Linked DNA regions of Macaca mulatta: region 2 is linked to region 1. A link is a contact called in public Hi-C data. All regions are on one chromosome and are shown on one strand. Each heading gives the region's core, a stretch centred on a gene start, on an enhancer-like site or on the middle of the called end of the contact. The rest is flanking DNA. Distances are from core to core; before and after follow the strand shown.

Evidence for each region. A called contact is a pair of places that touch in the nucleus more often than the background predicts.
Region 2: a contact with region 1 is called in a Hi-C map of fetal cortex germinal zone, with 4 times the contacts expected there. The contact joins the promoter of PRELID2 here to the promoter of KCTD16 in region 1. A contact is called at or near these places in 5 of 14 Hi-C or Micro-C datasets (CD4 T cells, cortical neurons, fetal cortex germinal zone and 2 more).

What each region holds. Positions count from the first base shown.
Region 1 is chr6:153,075,487-153,082,816 of T2T-MMU8v2.0, forward strand. KCTD16 (potassium channel tetramerization domain containing 16) reads left to right here and starts at 3,339. Exons shown (of 3, transcript NM_001266825.1): 1 at 3,339-3,347; 2 at 3,694-4,851. The coding sequence starts at 4,020.
Region 2 is chr6:154,721,965-154,729,294 of T2T-MMU8v2.0, forward strand. It overlaps PRELID2 (PRELI domain containing 2), which reads right to left and starts at 4,520. Exons shown (of 7, transcript XM_001099038.5): 1 at 4,310-4,520. The coding sequence starts at 4,384.

The DNA.
Region 1 (7,330 bases), core at 2,089-4,588:
AGCACATAACAGTATAAAAATATGATGCAATGTAATTGTGCAAAACAAGATATTTACAGTGTTTATGAAAAATACCAATTTAAAATGTTTCAGGTGGTATGATCAAATCATGGGTTGCAAGATTAAAGTGGTCTGGTGAATGTTTTCCATTTTTCAATTCTCGGCATGTGTCTCTGTGAATGTATGTGTGATCTAACTTCAAAAAGAAGTTTCATAGTCAAAATTTGAGGAATTCTGCTTATGTGAATCATCAACTACATGCCCCCCCCACCCCCGCCCCTCACTGGTTCCTCTTTTTACTCAGCCTTTCCTGAGAGGGTCTGCCTTGACAGTGAATGCAATCTTTTATGCTCATAGGTTCACTTCCTAGGTTTTATTAGATGCTCTAGGCAGTCCATTTTCCAAAAAAGGGTACGAACCTACTTGTCTCAAAAGTAATCTAACCTATTAAACCCAGACCAATGAACAGAACTCCTCATTTTAAAAATTCAGAATATTCTTCTTTTATATTATAAAATCTTTTAACCTTGCAATTTAAATTAATATTAATTATTGGCATGCTTTAAAAAAGCATGTTTAGTAATCTTGAAATTTGTTGTTTCAAATTTCAAGAAAGTGTCTTGAAATTTGTTGTTTCCAAAAAAATCTTGTTTCTTAAATTTGCCACCTCTCTATTCCTGTTCAGGAACATGTAAGGTTAAAACGAGGACACGGCTTATCCTAAAGAGTCAGTGGTCTAAAGCCCATCCTGCTACTCTGGCGCTGTGTGACCCTGAGGCAGTGCTCACCCTCTCTGTTCCTCAGTTCTGCATCTCTAAGATGAGATAGTTAATTTTTCATTCCTCACGTCCTTTTTAGCTTTAAAAGATTATGAATTTTCTTACTCTGTTTCTCCACCTACTTCCATACTGCCCCTGCAATGTTTTAATACCTGAGCTCCAAGGCTATTGTCATGACGTTCTGGCCTACTCTCTTAGAAATAAAAGAAAACAAAACATTTGCTTACTTTAACTACAACCAAAACCAGTACTTAATAGGTCTGAATTCAGATATATTTTGTCTTTGACCTGATGTCAATGAAATATTTATTTTCTTGTCATGGTGAGCAGTGCATGCCAAGGAAACTTAGATCACTATAAAAACTTAAAAATAAAAGAAAATCTAAATGTTTTGGCCCTGTTGCCAGATACAGAGCTGCACTGATAGCTTAGGGCACTAGATGGCGATATAAGTGCATCACATAACAAACATCTTCTTGATTGGTCCAGCATTAAAATCCTAATGATTGAGGCCAGAACAGGTTAATGCATTAGTTAAAGAAATGAAGTCAAATATAATCAGATGTAGGAATGTTGGCTAATGCTCTGAATATGTTCAGTAACCCAATGCTTATTGACAGAAAAGATTGTTAAAGTAGAAACTAATTTATCCTACTGTTGGGTGTATCTTCAAGCTAATTTTTTGGGCAAGAGTAGCCAATAAGCACGTTTCTCATAAAATGTGTATAATTCCTAAGTTCAGCTCCATTTTTGGTTTTCACTTTTTAAAAATAGCAATTGTTTGGAATGGCGTGTGCCTCACATATATTATTCATTACCAAGCACTATATTCTTATGAGGGATGTGAGCTCTAAGACACTGGTGTTTTAAAGGGGAAATGGCAGACTTACTGTAAGCTGTTGGCTGGGCCATTATTGACTGGCAGGCTCAACTGGAAGCACTTTGTTAGTGGATTAGGTTGCCCTGGAAATGCCTTCCTGAAACTCTAATGATGCACTTAAGGGAGCCCTCTGGAACAGGAGTAAAATGTCTTTTAGCAGGAGTGCCTTCCACCAGAGTCCTCTTGGGATGACTTGGGAGGGGGCTGGGGGCGCATCCAAAGAGATGCTCAGTAAGGAAACAACCCCAGAAAAAGGTTGCAGGTATCAATTTCTTACAGGTAAGCTAAGATAATGACTTATGGATGGATGCAAACTGTGGGCTTTCTGTGGGTGCCAGTGTTTCATGTCTTCATTTCGAAAGAGCATCATTAATTTCAGAGAGTGTTTATTTATCTACCCATCTACGTATATATTAATAGTTATTTATTTATTTGCTAGGGGTTGTGGTGGCAGGCAGACGAAACAGAAAAGAAAAAAGAGAGAATTTGAGTGTATATGGTTTAAATCAAAGGATTAAATAAAACCCACTTTGTAGTTTGAACATTGGGGTCATTTGGTGTGCGTGTCTGTGTTTTAAAGCAAGCTTTAGAGAGAAATTTGCCCTTCAGCAGGAATTCCGTGAGCGGGAAGGGGATAAGGGGGAGGGGGGAAGATTTGTAGATTTTTCAAATAAAAAGTCACTTGTGTTTATCTCACAACTTACCTCTTGGGTGGGGGGCGGGGATTTGCTGTGGGATGGTGATGGTGGTGGAGGTGAAAACAAGAAAGAATGAAAAGGCCCTTGGAAACTCCAGACTCCAGGACAGGACAGGGAGGGAAGTGGCTGCGCAGCACTGCGTCTCCGCCCCAAGCCCCGCGCGCCCGGCAATCGCGTGCCCACCGCTGGAGCGCGGCGTCCCCATGCAGTCCTGGCAACCTGTCACGGAGGAGGACGTGACTCGGAGCTGCCGCCGCTTCCTCTAAGCCATATTCCTTTAAGATGATGTAATAGTCATTTCCCTGGATGGTTTCTTGCCTGCACTGCTGAAACAACAGCATCCGAACTGCACTGGGAACTGTGGAACCACCCAGCTCCGCCACCAGAGAAGCCGGAGCCCCGGGCCCCCCGCCGGCATCTCTGCGCTGCGTTGGCCTCTGGCTCCCACCGGCTCCCACCTGGCTGGGAACATGGGAGTCTGTTTGCCCTTGCCGGCAGGTGGGGTGGCTACCTGGGACCCCAGCAGGGCACGTCTCTCCATCTTTCTGCTTCTGGGCTTTCTGAAAAGCTTCTAAGTCCTGGTACCTCTTGCAACTCTCTTCTAAGGATCCTTTCCAAAGATTTCTTTTTCCATTTTTCCCCCCCACGGGGAAGCTTTGGTTGAATATTTTCTCTGCTTTACTTCTTCAACCCAACCTCCTCTCATCACGGTTTAACTTTTTTGTGACTTGTTTTAACTTAAGATACGGAGTGAATACATATGTACCTACATACTTACATAAACACAAATAGGCATTTATATAAATACATACATATAATAGTTATTTTCCAAGAGCACACCTCTCTGGCACTTTTCATTGATACCTCGGTCGTTTACCTGTTTGGGATTTGACAAGATCCAGACTCAGTTTGGCTGTGGATTCTGATTGCTTTACAAATGGTTATTATTATTTTTTTTTCACAAGAACTGGGTCTCCAGCACTCACTAAGGTAAGCTCTAAGACTTATTGCTTTTCCTGTCCAGCTGAAAGAAAACCCCATTTAGAAGTTGAAAATTGCATGTTTCTTTTTAAGGTAGACTTACAAGTAAAATTGTTTTTCATACTAATTGCTGGAGACAGAGGCTTATAGATAAACATGTAGACACAAAATCGCATGAGAGAAGCATGATTTAATTGAAGAATGACTGAGATCAGTAGTTCCAGAGCTGCTTATGTAAAATAATCTCTCTCTCCCTCCCTCTGTTTTTCCCTCCCTCCCTCTCTCTCTCTCCAGAGGACTCTCTTTTTCTGACTCATTCCGGGTTTGAGGAAATAATTTTTCTCTTTTCCTTCAGACGGACATCTGAGTAACTGGGGAATTGGCCTGCCTTGCCTGTGAGCTTGACGGAAGATTGGATATAGATGAGTTGATTATATTCTATGAAGTAACAGCTCACTACCATCTACCATCCAGGGTTTAAACTACTTTTTCAGCATCACTTCACCTGTGGACTCTTATACATTTTGCTTTCTTGGGGGAAAAAACCTGGGATAAGAGGAGGTCATTTTTTAATAAGTTAGCATCCTTTTCCCTTTCTTACAAGTTGATCCGAAGGATAAGGCTGTGACTCCATTGGATTGCACCTTCAAATCAAAATAGCAGCAGCAGAAGAAAGGGACAATGGCTCTGAGTGGAAACTGTAGTCGTTATTATCCTCGAGAGCAAGGGGCCGCAGTTCCAAACTCCTTCCCTGAGGTAGTAGAGCTGAATGTTGGGGGTCAAGTTTATTTTACTCGCCATTCCACATTGATAAGCATCCCTCATTCCTTCCTGTGGAAAATGTTTTCCCCAAAGAGAGACACGGCTAATGATCTAGCCAAGGACTCTAAGGGAAGGTTTTTCATTGACAGAGATGGATTCTTGTTCCGTTATATTCTGGACTATCTCAGGGACAGGCAGGTGGTCCTGCCTGATCACTTTCCAGAAAAAGGAAGACTGAAAAGGGAAGCTGAATACTTCCAGCTCCCGGACTTGGTCAAACTCCTGACCCCTGATGAAATCAAGCAAAGCCCAGATGAATTCTGCCACAGTGACTTTGAAGATGCCTCCCAAGGAAGCGACACAAGAATCTGTCCCCCTTCCTCCCTGCTCCCCACCGACCGCAAGTGGGGTTTCATTACTGTGGGTTACAGAGGATCCTGCACCTTGGGCAGAGAGGGACAGGCAGATGCCAAGTTTCGGAGAGTTCCCCGGATTTTGGTTTGTGGAAGGATTTCCTTGGCAAAAGAAGTCTTTGGAGAAACTTTGAATGAAAGCAGAGACCCTGATCGAGCCCCAGAAAGATACACCTCCAGATTTTATCTCAAATTCAAGCACCTGGAAAGGGCTTTTGATATGTTGTCAGAGTGTGGATTCCACATGGTGGCCTGTAACTCATCGGTGACAGCATCTTTCATCAACCAATATACAGATGACAAGATCTGGTCAAGCTACACTGAATATGTCTTCTACCGTAAGTACAAAGGGTTCTTTTAATTTTTTATGTGTGTCAATTCTCTTCGCAAATGTATATGGTCTGTGTGTTCTGTCCATACCTAAGGAACATGGTTTGGAATTCTTTTAACTCTTGAGTTATAGTTAGAGAATTAGAGGTTATAATTCAGCTCTCATGATTAACCTAAGGCAACTTTTATCCAATGAGGTCACAGAATATTCAAAGGCCTCCAAAATCACAAGATGCAAATGATGTTGGTATATGCAATATGTAAAATGGAAACAAGCATGTATATCTTTTTTTTTTTTTTGCCAAATATTGAATTGTGAAAATAAGGTTGATGATTGCATCTTGGCTGTTTGTCCATAGGAGCTTGGTATACTCAGTGGAAAAATTACTGCTGTCTATTCATTTAGCTGGACTTTGAGGTCTATTAAGCTGGTTGCTGAAGACTTGCTTTCATCAGGGGCTTTGAAAACACAAATGGATGTTGCCATGAATAATGTGGTCTTGGCTAGATGGCAGTACAGACTGCTGAAAGGCCCCCTCCTCCCCCCAAGTCTAAAATTTGCTTTTAAGGGTTTTACAAATCTGCTGTTTGATTCTGAAGCCTTTTGTACTGAGACCTGAGTTGCACTGCAGACTTAATTAAGCTGAACTTCATTTAAGATCTATCTAAAAGGAACTAGATCCTTGAGAATTGTCAATCACATGCAAACACCTTCAGACAGCTGAGGTGATAGAATTACTGACATAAAAGGAAACCAGAGAGGGAAGAAATGAAACAATGATACTGAAGCCTTTTAAGTAAGGGGTTCTTAGAGGTAAGTTCATTTGCTTAAATGAAGATACCCTGCAGATTCCTCATTTTATGATATGGCATTATTCTAAACTATAAACTATGAGCCATTGATCTCTGAAAGGAAGAGTAAATCAGCCTGCACTCTTTGGTACTCGATTTTAACTGCCAGTTTTCAACAGGCCCAGGAGTTGGGTGAAGTAAATTCCACAAGAAATGTGTTTCCAGTGTTAACATTTGATTTCCTGTATTCTTATTCTAAAACAAATCCAGAATTCAGAATTAAAATATCTAAATTTCTTTAAACATAAAAGTAGGACTGACTTTCTTGGACTGGTTTTCTTCCTTAGTTATGTTTATTCATTTGGCAATGGTGCTGGAAACCTTGGTGAAGAGGCTAGTGGGAAGCCAAGTTGTTCTCTACTAAGCTGTCACACATTTGGTTTTGAGAAGTGAAGGCACACGTATTGCATAGCCAGAACAACCTGTGGAAAAAAATGAAATCAGTAATCAGTTCAGGAGTATACTGATGTGCAATAACAAACATCATTTGGTTCATTAATCCTATCTGTGGCCTTTATCTACAGTCTATATCTTCCTTTATGCTAGAGCCTAGTGGACAGGTATTGTTTTCTTCCTTTTGGTAAATTTCTCACTAGTGTAGAGATAAGATTCTGCCTTTTTAGCTTTGTATAAAGGAATATGACATTATCTATCGTTCTAAAGAAGAAATATCTTCTCCAAACTTTTTGGAGAAGTACATCTTAGAGATGGTTCCCATGCAGCTTTGTAATATTTACCATGTTCTCCAATTTTGAATATTTGAAAACATAGCATCATAAGAAGCTTCAACCACATAAATGAAAACATACCAGTTATACCCCCCAGAAAGACCACATTGGATTTATAGTCACTTGCTTACAGAAATGAGACCCACACACTGAAATTTATTTGTCTACCAGTGGCATTTCTGTGTTCATCAAAGGCTCATCTGTCCAACACAATTTCCCTTTAGATTGCTCTGGACAGGCTCCATTCTCCTGACTATGTCATTTCTTCTTTCTTTGTTGAATTGCTGAGAGATTGCTGAGGAATAGTTTGTTCTCCATCTCTCCATGGACAGGCTAGCACAAATGCGCAGGAACTTCATACCAGCAGCATATATCTTGCAAATGATATGCTTCCCCTTTGTACCCAACATCCAGAGCTAAGTGTTAACTCTTCCTCTGTCTTAGGACCAATAAAACTGACAGCTGGCTTTCTAGGGTGCATAACAGCTTCCGTGCAGCTGCTTAGCCATAATTATTTAATTAGAAGCTGCCAACTGTGCCTATATAAGCATTAATTCATCAAGCTGTTGTGCTCGGGTTAATGGGCCGAAACCATGGGAGATGCTCTAAAGCAGGGAGTTGGCTGCATGCAAAGATGCTTTTCACAAAGGAACTCAACTTCCTCCTGGGCTTAGGGGGAAATACATACATATACATACATACATACATATATATACACACACACACACACACATACACACACACACACCCACACACAAGCTCCTTACATCTAAGGAATTAACAGTTTAGGCAATCAGTCTTTTTTGATAACACAGGAATAATGCAGAGTCACTTTGCATGGATCAATATCTCAGTAAAAAATAAACAGCAAGAAATTAGTGCATTGCATGATGGTTCATAATCATGG
Region 2 (7,330 bases), core at 3,270-5,769, 1.6 Mb after region 1:
GTAGTATATTATAACTTGGAAGGCAACTGCTAACAAACCAAAAGCCATAGATCAGTAGATTTGATTTAAAATAGAACTTCTTCAGTGCTAAAGCAGCTTCAAACATACCATTGTGCAAAATCAGATTAAATACTTCCCAGGGATCCTCAGATGATTGTCCCTTCTGCCAAGTGCTTTCCTTTGAAACAAAAATCATAAAGACTGAAAGAAAAATAAAAGTGTATTTTGCCAAAAAGATAATTATTACTACCCTAGGTTTATAAAAAAAAAGCTTTTCAAACTGTCAACACATGTGATATCCTCACAACAACCCTGGAAGGTAGGTGGGGTAGGTGGCATTACCATTTTCACAGAGGAGAAACTAGGGCTTACACAGTTGTGATGTTACTCACTGCACAAGGGCTCCTCGTCAAGTGCACCCATGGGCACAGGACTGCACCCACCTAGAGGAAGGAGTACCATTTTCTAATTTGCATAAATAGTCTCATTTGCTTTCCACCAGCCCTATGAACTGTGAGCTTATGAAGTGGACCCCTAAAAGATGCCTTTTCTAATTTGGACAAGGACACAGTATAGGATGGTGAAAACGGTTTTCCATGGCCACCCAACCTAACAGTGAAAGCATAATGATTAGGATCCAGGTCTACTGAATTCCAGTTCATGGCTTTGAATAACATAAGGGGAAAATTCACCCAGCAAATGGATTTACTGACATCTTATAAATAGCCACATAGCTCCTTTCAAGAAATCTCTGAAGGATTCCTTTATGAATGAATAGAAAGAAAGGAAGTACAGTGACATGCATGACGTTAACACTGTTCCATCACTAGATCTTTAGTCTCCAAATGTTTGTCCCTTGTTTTCCCAGTTCCGCCTTCCATTTCCCAGTTCTGATATTCCCAGTTCTGCCTTTCTCAGTTCTGCCTTTCCCAGTTCTTCCCTTCCATAGTTCATGTTCACTATGTACCAGGTACTCTGCTAAATATTTTATAAGAATTACAACAGGTTCTAACTGAATATAGCTATATAAGTGACCTCAGCTATACCACACAGCACACAAAAACCAACCACATGAGCTTAGTCAACTCACAGAATTGTGAAAATTAAAAGCCTGTCGTTGGTTTAAGTCATTAAATTTTGGAGCGGTTTGTTACATACCAATAGATAACTTAAACATTCTGTGTTCTCACCCTAACATACATCCAAGTTATACCTTTATATCAGGGACAACAGATCCACACAGCTAAGCAAACTCTGAGAGAAGACTGTGAACAAAAGAAAACAGATTGAGCACAGCAAAGTTTTTTGGGCTTGTTTGTTTTTGTTTTTGAGACAAAGTCTTGCTCTGTTACCCAGGCCGGAGTGCAATGGTGTGATCTTGGCTCACTGCGACCTCCACCTCCTGGGTTCAAGTGATTCTCATCTTAGCCTCCTGAGTAGCTGGGATTACAGGCATAGGCCACCACACCTGGCTAATTTTTTGTATTTTTGGTAGAGATGGGGTTTCGCCATGTTAGCCAGGCTGGTCTTGACTCCTGACCTCAAGTGATCCACCAGCCTCGGCCTCCCAAAGTGCTGGGATTATAGGCGTGAGCTGCTGCACTCGGCCAGCAAAGTTGATTCTGAAACACTGTATTCCCTCAATGATTGTTGGAAGCGCCTATTATATGCAATGCAGCAGAGCCTGGTGACTCAGGGTGTGAGTTTTGGATCCGTGTGTTAAAATACTGGCTGTCCTACCTGCTAGCTGTAGGAACTTGAGGAAGGCACTTGGACTTCTCTGGTCCTCAGTTTCTCTATATTGTAAAATGGAAATTAATCATAACTACTTCCTGAGGGTGTTGGCAGCAGTAAACATGATAAAGTATGGAAAGCACACATGAGCGCACATACACACACACACCATGCCACACCACACACCACACACCCAGTCTTCCTAGGAAACTTCTATTCATGCTTCAGCCATCATTTCACAAGTGCCACTTCTTCAGGGAAGCCTTTCCTAAAGATCACCCTGTCTGACTTCAGCAGGCCTCCCTGCTGTATTCGAGCACCATGTATTTTCCTTTTATAAGTACACAGCATCAATTTGAATTTTGTGTTCGTTTGCTCATCATTTATTTATGTTAATCTCACCCACTACACACCATCAGTTCCATGAGAACAGGGTCTGTGGTGACCTCCCACATTTTTCTAGCACCTAGCACAAAGCTTAGCACACAGAAGATAAGTATCTATTCAACAAAAGAAAAGCATTTTCCAAAAGCTGACAATGCACCGAGACCTCCGTAAATGAGAACTTGGCATTGTGTTGTGTGCTTCTGCAGGAGTGAGTCTCACCTTTAAAAACTTGAGAGTCTAATGGGAAATACAACACGGACAGAAGTCACCATCCGACACTGCAGAAGGTCAGCAAGGCCTAGACAGAGTGCCCTGAGAGTTCTGAGAAGGTGGAGATCGACTAACTCTTGATGATGACAATCCAAAAAGACTTTACAAAGGAGCAGTGGCATAAGAATACCCAGACTCCAAAGTGCCAGTCCTAACAAAAACATTGGGTGTTGGCTGTTACTTTTTGGGTCCAGAAGCCTGGCCTAAGGCAAAGTCTACAAAAGATCTGTAAATCACTCATTCCTTTATTCATTGATCAGGTTTTTATTAAATACCTAGTAGGTGCTAGGCACTAGTCTAGACACTGAAAATCAATGAACATATCAGCAAGCTGACATTCCTTCTAAAGAGGCCCCCTATAGCAAAAAAATGTTAACCAGTGTCCTCCTCATTCCTCTGTGACCAGGGCTACCGTGTCACCTCCTCTAATGGAGGCTATGCCTTATCGTTTAACAAATGACCTTCGTCTTCCCAGCATCTCCCTTAGTTTGGCTTCCGGGTTGCATATGGAGTTCAATGTCCCGTGGCTGCTAACCAAGGCAAACTGCAATTGTTGCAAATCTTGCTTAAGAAAGTGAAAACTGAAGGGGACCTTAAAAGATCTTCTGGTACAATCCTTCATCTTATAGATGTGGAAACTAAGGCCTAGAGAAAAGACCCTCGGCCAAGGTCACCCAGAGAACTAACCACACATAGAACCAGACCAGAGTACAGGAGTCCTACCTCCCAGGCCTGGGCGCTTTCGATTTCTCAAAGACATTTCCCATTTTCCTATTATCAGGACCCACAACCCTAGAAACAGTCTTTAGGATTCAGGGCCACTCAATATTGAGGAAGAGTTCATTACTTGTATTGAAATCAGTTGTAGTAATACAAACAACAATAACATTTTAGAGCCCTAACTAAACATCAGTAGCAGTGAGAAAGAAAAAAAAAAAAAAGCTCAGAGCAGATTGTGTGAGTTACAGTGAAATACGCAAAACCGATCAAGCCCAGAGAGACAAGAGTACAGGACTTCGGTGGTGCCCTCCTCACCCAACCTATTCCTGCGAGCAACCTATTCCTGCGAGCCCAATTTTGTTCCCGACCAGTTAGATGCCTTACCCATTACCTTCAAGTTCCCGGAATTTGTGATACAAAGAACAATGTACAGCCAATCAATAGTTTATATTATTTTAATATAAATTCTTGGTAAACAACTTAGGAACCGCTTCTTATTCTCCTTTAAAAACCCACTTTCGACTTCTGCTCATCAGAATGTGTACTCAGGGCACCTTCACTCCCAGGATGCAGTCCTCAAACTTGGCTCAAATAAACTCTCTTTTTATATTGATTTTGCCTCAGTTTCTTCATTTAGGTCACAGCTGTGATAAGCACTTTACGTAAGTTACCTCATCTGGATCCTCACAACAATTCTGAGTCGGTACTATTATCTTCCCCATTTTACACATTAGCAAACTAAGGCACAGAGAGACTAAGCAAGCTGCGCGAAGTCCCACAGCTGTTTAATAAGGGGAAGTGGAGAGGCGGCAGAACGATAATGCTGAGTAAACCAGGATGACTGCCCAATGGCCTCCCCTCGCTTTTAAGGGGTCAGTGATGAACGGGAAAGCTCCACACGTCGGTCATCTGCAACTCCACGGAGTTCGCGAGCTGGCATTCCCCGAGGCTCTTCCTGAAAGGAAAGCCTCTTCTTTCAGCTGGGGCAGGTGTGAACGTGATGCCAAGCACGGCGCCTTTTCCCGCTCCCTGTAAGGGGAGTTTTCGAGGAAATCCCTCTCGACCCACACATCCCTGAAGCAAAGCCCGCGGCTGGAGAGAGAGACGGACGATGCCAGCTTCCGCGTGGATGGAGGAGAGGAGAGGGGGCAAGCAGCGGAGGCAGCGCGGGATCCGGAGGGTGGAAGCGGGGCGGTACCTTTCGGAGAAAGCTGGCGACCACCTGCTCGAAGGGGTACTTGTACACCTGGTGCACGTCCACCGAGACCCCCATCCCCGCGCTCCCCGGGCCCCGCGCACCGGCCACGCCTCCGCGAGCGCAGAGCAGCCCAAGGCTCCGCCGAGGCCCGCAGGCGCCCACACTTGGACAGCCACATGGGCGTGGCCTTTTTCCTCCGCTTTTCAAACTTTCGAAACTTTATTGGCCACTCGGAGAAACGCGCAGTGGGCCACGCCCACGCCCCTGCCCCTACGCCCAGAGTCACGGAGGCGGGTGTTGTAGAGCGCGGGAGGTGCTGGAGCGCGCCCAGAGCACCTAGGGCCCCGCGGTCTCCACGCTGGCGGCGCCTGAGCGGCCCTGGTACCCTCCCGCGGCCGCGCCTGCCGAAAGAAGCTTCTCTGCCTGGAAGCCATCACGCCCCGCCCCAGGAAACCTGGACCTTGGGCTTGTGCGTTTATGGTATCACCGCCTGGAGTCACAGAATAAGCCGTGGTTGGCAGCACGGGAAAATATTAATAAGGAAGGTCTGGTGTGACAAAGGCCAGCATTACTCACGCCACCAGGCAGCTGCCTCTGAGGCTTGGGGTTGGGCCTTGTGTAAGGTCAAGATTGCCTCGGGAATAAGAACCTCGTTTTAGTGCATCCAACCCTGCAGTTAAGTTCCTTTGCTCGCTGAGGTTAAACACCACGGAGCAGGGAACTAGAGGATACAAAAGAGTTGCGAGTATTATTCTTTACTGCAACGCCCAGATGTTAGGAGAACCAGCACGTTCATCCGTGTATTCAGCACGGTTCTGAGACCTCCTATGCCCCAGCGCTGCGGTGGGCACTGCGGATTCTGCCGGGAGGAAACACATGAGCCGGCTGATTTCACACCCAATCAACAAGCTGGGAAAATAAACACAATAATCGGTTAAAGTGACACGGGCGCGGGCATGATTTTAGCGAGGGTGATTATGGAGGGTCTCCGAGGTGATGACTTTTACGATTTTGCCATCTTGCTCGCCCCTGCTGTACACAGTCACACTGGTCTGGCAAAACCCTAGCCTTGTGTAAATCTAGCTCTCCTCTGACTGTCCCTACCCAAGCCACCGGAAGGGGCTGGAGGAAAATACACACCCACTGTGACAGGCATCTTTTAAATTCATAACCACTAACCCTATGGCGCCTTTTAATGGTACCAAATACACTATGAAAGTACCGAATTTCTGGCCGGGCACGGTGACTCACGCCTGTAATCCCAGCGCTTTGGGAGGCCAAGGTGGGCGGATCACCTGGTCCGGAGTTCGAGACCAGCCTGGCCAATATGGTGAAACCCCGTCTCTCCCCGTCTCTCCTAAAAATACAAAAATTAGCTGGGCGTGGTGACGGGTGCCTGTAGTCCCAGCTACACAGGAGACTGAGGCAGGAGAATCGCTTGAACCAGGGAGACGGAGGTTGCAGTGAGCGGAGATCGCCCATTACACTCCAGCCTGGGCAACAAGAGCAAGACTCCATCTCAAAAAAAAGAAAAAGAAAAAAGAAAGTACTGAATTTCTCTAATCCACTTACTCTCCCACATTCCTCTCACCTCACACCTCTCACATCTTTGTTCCCAGTCTTATACTCCAGTCATTACCTTACTTCCATTTTCACTTAGTCAGTAGGTCACATCGCTCTGCCACCTCTCTACCAACCAGACCAAATGCCCTGCCTTCCCTCTTGTTCCTGTGGCTGAACTGTCAGCACTTTGTTTTAGCACCAGTGTCTCCATTTGTCCACTGAATCCTGAGGTGAACTGAAAAATGTTTAACAAACAGCTCTCCTTTAAAGCATAAATCACGCAAGGCCCTGATTTCCAAAGGTTGCTGATTCCTGTGGTGTAAATACTCCTACCATGTTTAAAGATGCCAACTCAATGTCACTAAACACAAGTTGGGGATTTAGCAACATGGAGTTTAGTGAGGGGTGGGAGTTGGGGAGGGAAGCACAGAAGCACACCATCACATGGTATTTTCACCACCTACATACAACAGCCATAAAGAACCAAGAACATAGATAATGGAAAAATGCAGTAGGAAGGGATGAGTTTTCAATGTTTATTACTCTTTGGCCAGGCTGCTATGGTTCCTGCCTGTAACCTCAGCACTTTGGGAGGTCAAGGCAGAAGGATCACTTGAGGCCAAGAGTTTGAGATCAGTGTGGGCAACATAGTGAAACCCCATCTCTACAAAAAATAAAATAAAAAATAAAAATTAGCCAAGTGTGGTGGCACACACCTGTTGCTAAGGCCAGAGGATCTATTAAATCCAGGAGTTCAAGGCTGTAGTGAACTATGATGGTGCCATGCACTCCAGCCTGGGCCACAGAGTGAGACCCATCTCAAATAAATAAATATTTATTAATTTTTATATGTAATTTATGTGATTGTAAATTTATACGCTTTAATAATAGCTGTGTTGAATGGCCAGCTCTAGTACATCACTAAAAGTTCCCATCCTCTTTCTTGTTCAAGGCCATCGCTCTAGCAATATCTCCCTTTCTGCATCATCAGCTTTGTCTCTAGTGGGCCATTCCAGCCAGCACAACAAGTACACTGTAATTTCTTCCATTAAAAAGAAAAAGAAAAAAAAAAAAACACTCCTAACCCTCTTAACCCCCTATCTTCACTATCTTCCTCCAGCTGTATTCCAAGTCTCTGCTCCACTGATGCTTCTCAAAAGAGCTCCCTGTAATGTCTTCAGTCCATTCCAATCAGTATTTGCCCCCACCACTTCACTGAAGCTACTGTTGTCAAGGTCATCAATGACCAAATTGCTAAATCCAATAATTAATTCTTAATCCCCACCTTATTAAGCCTGTAGGCAGTGTTTCCTTGAAATACAGAGGGAGGAGTGGAGAGGAGAATGAGATGCAAATGCTCTTACATGTGTTGGATGCATGTTGAAAAGTCACTCCACTATATCACCAATCCCTCCTTACGGGAAAACAAAAGACAGTCTTACAGGGAGACTACACAGG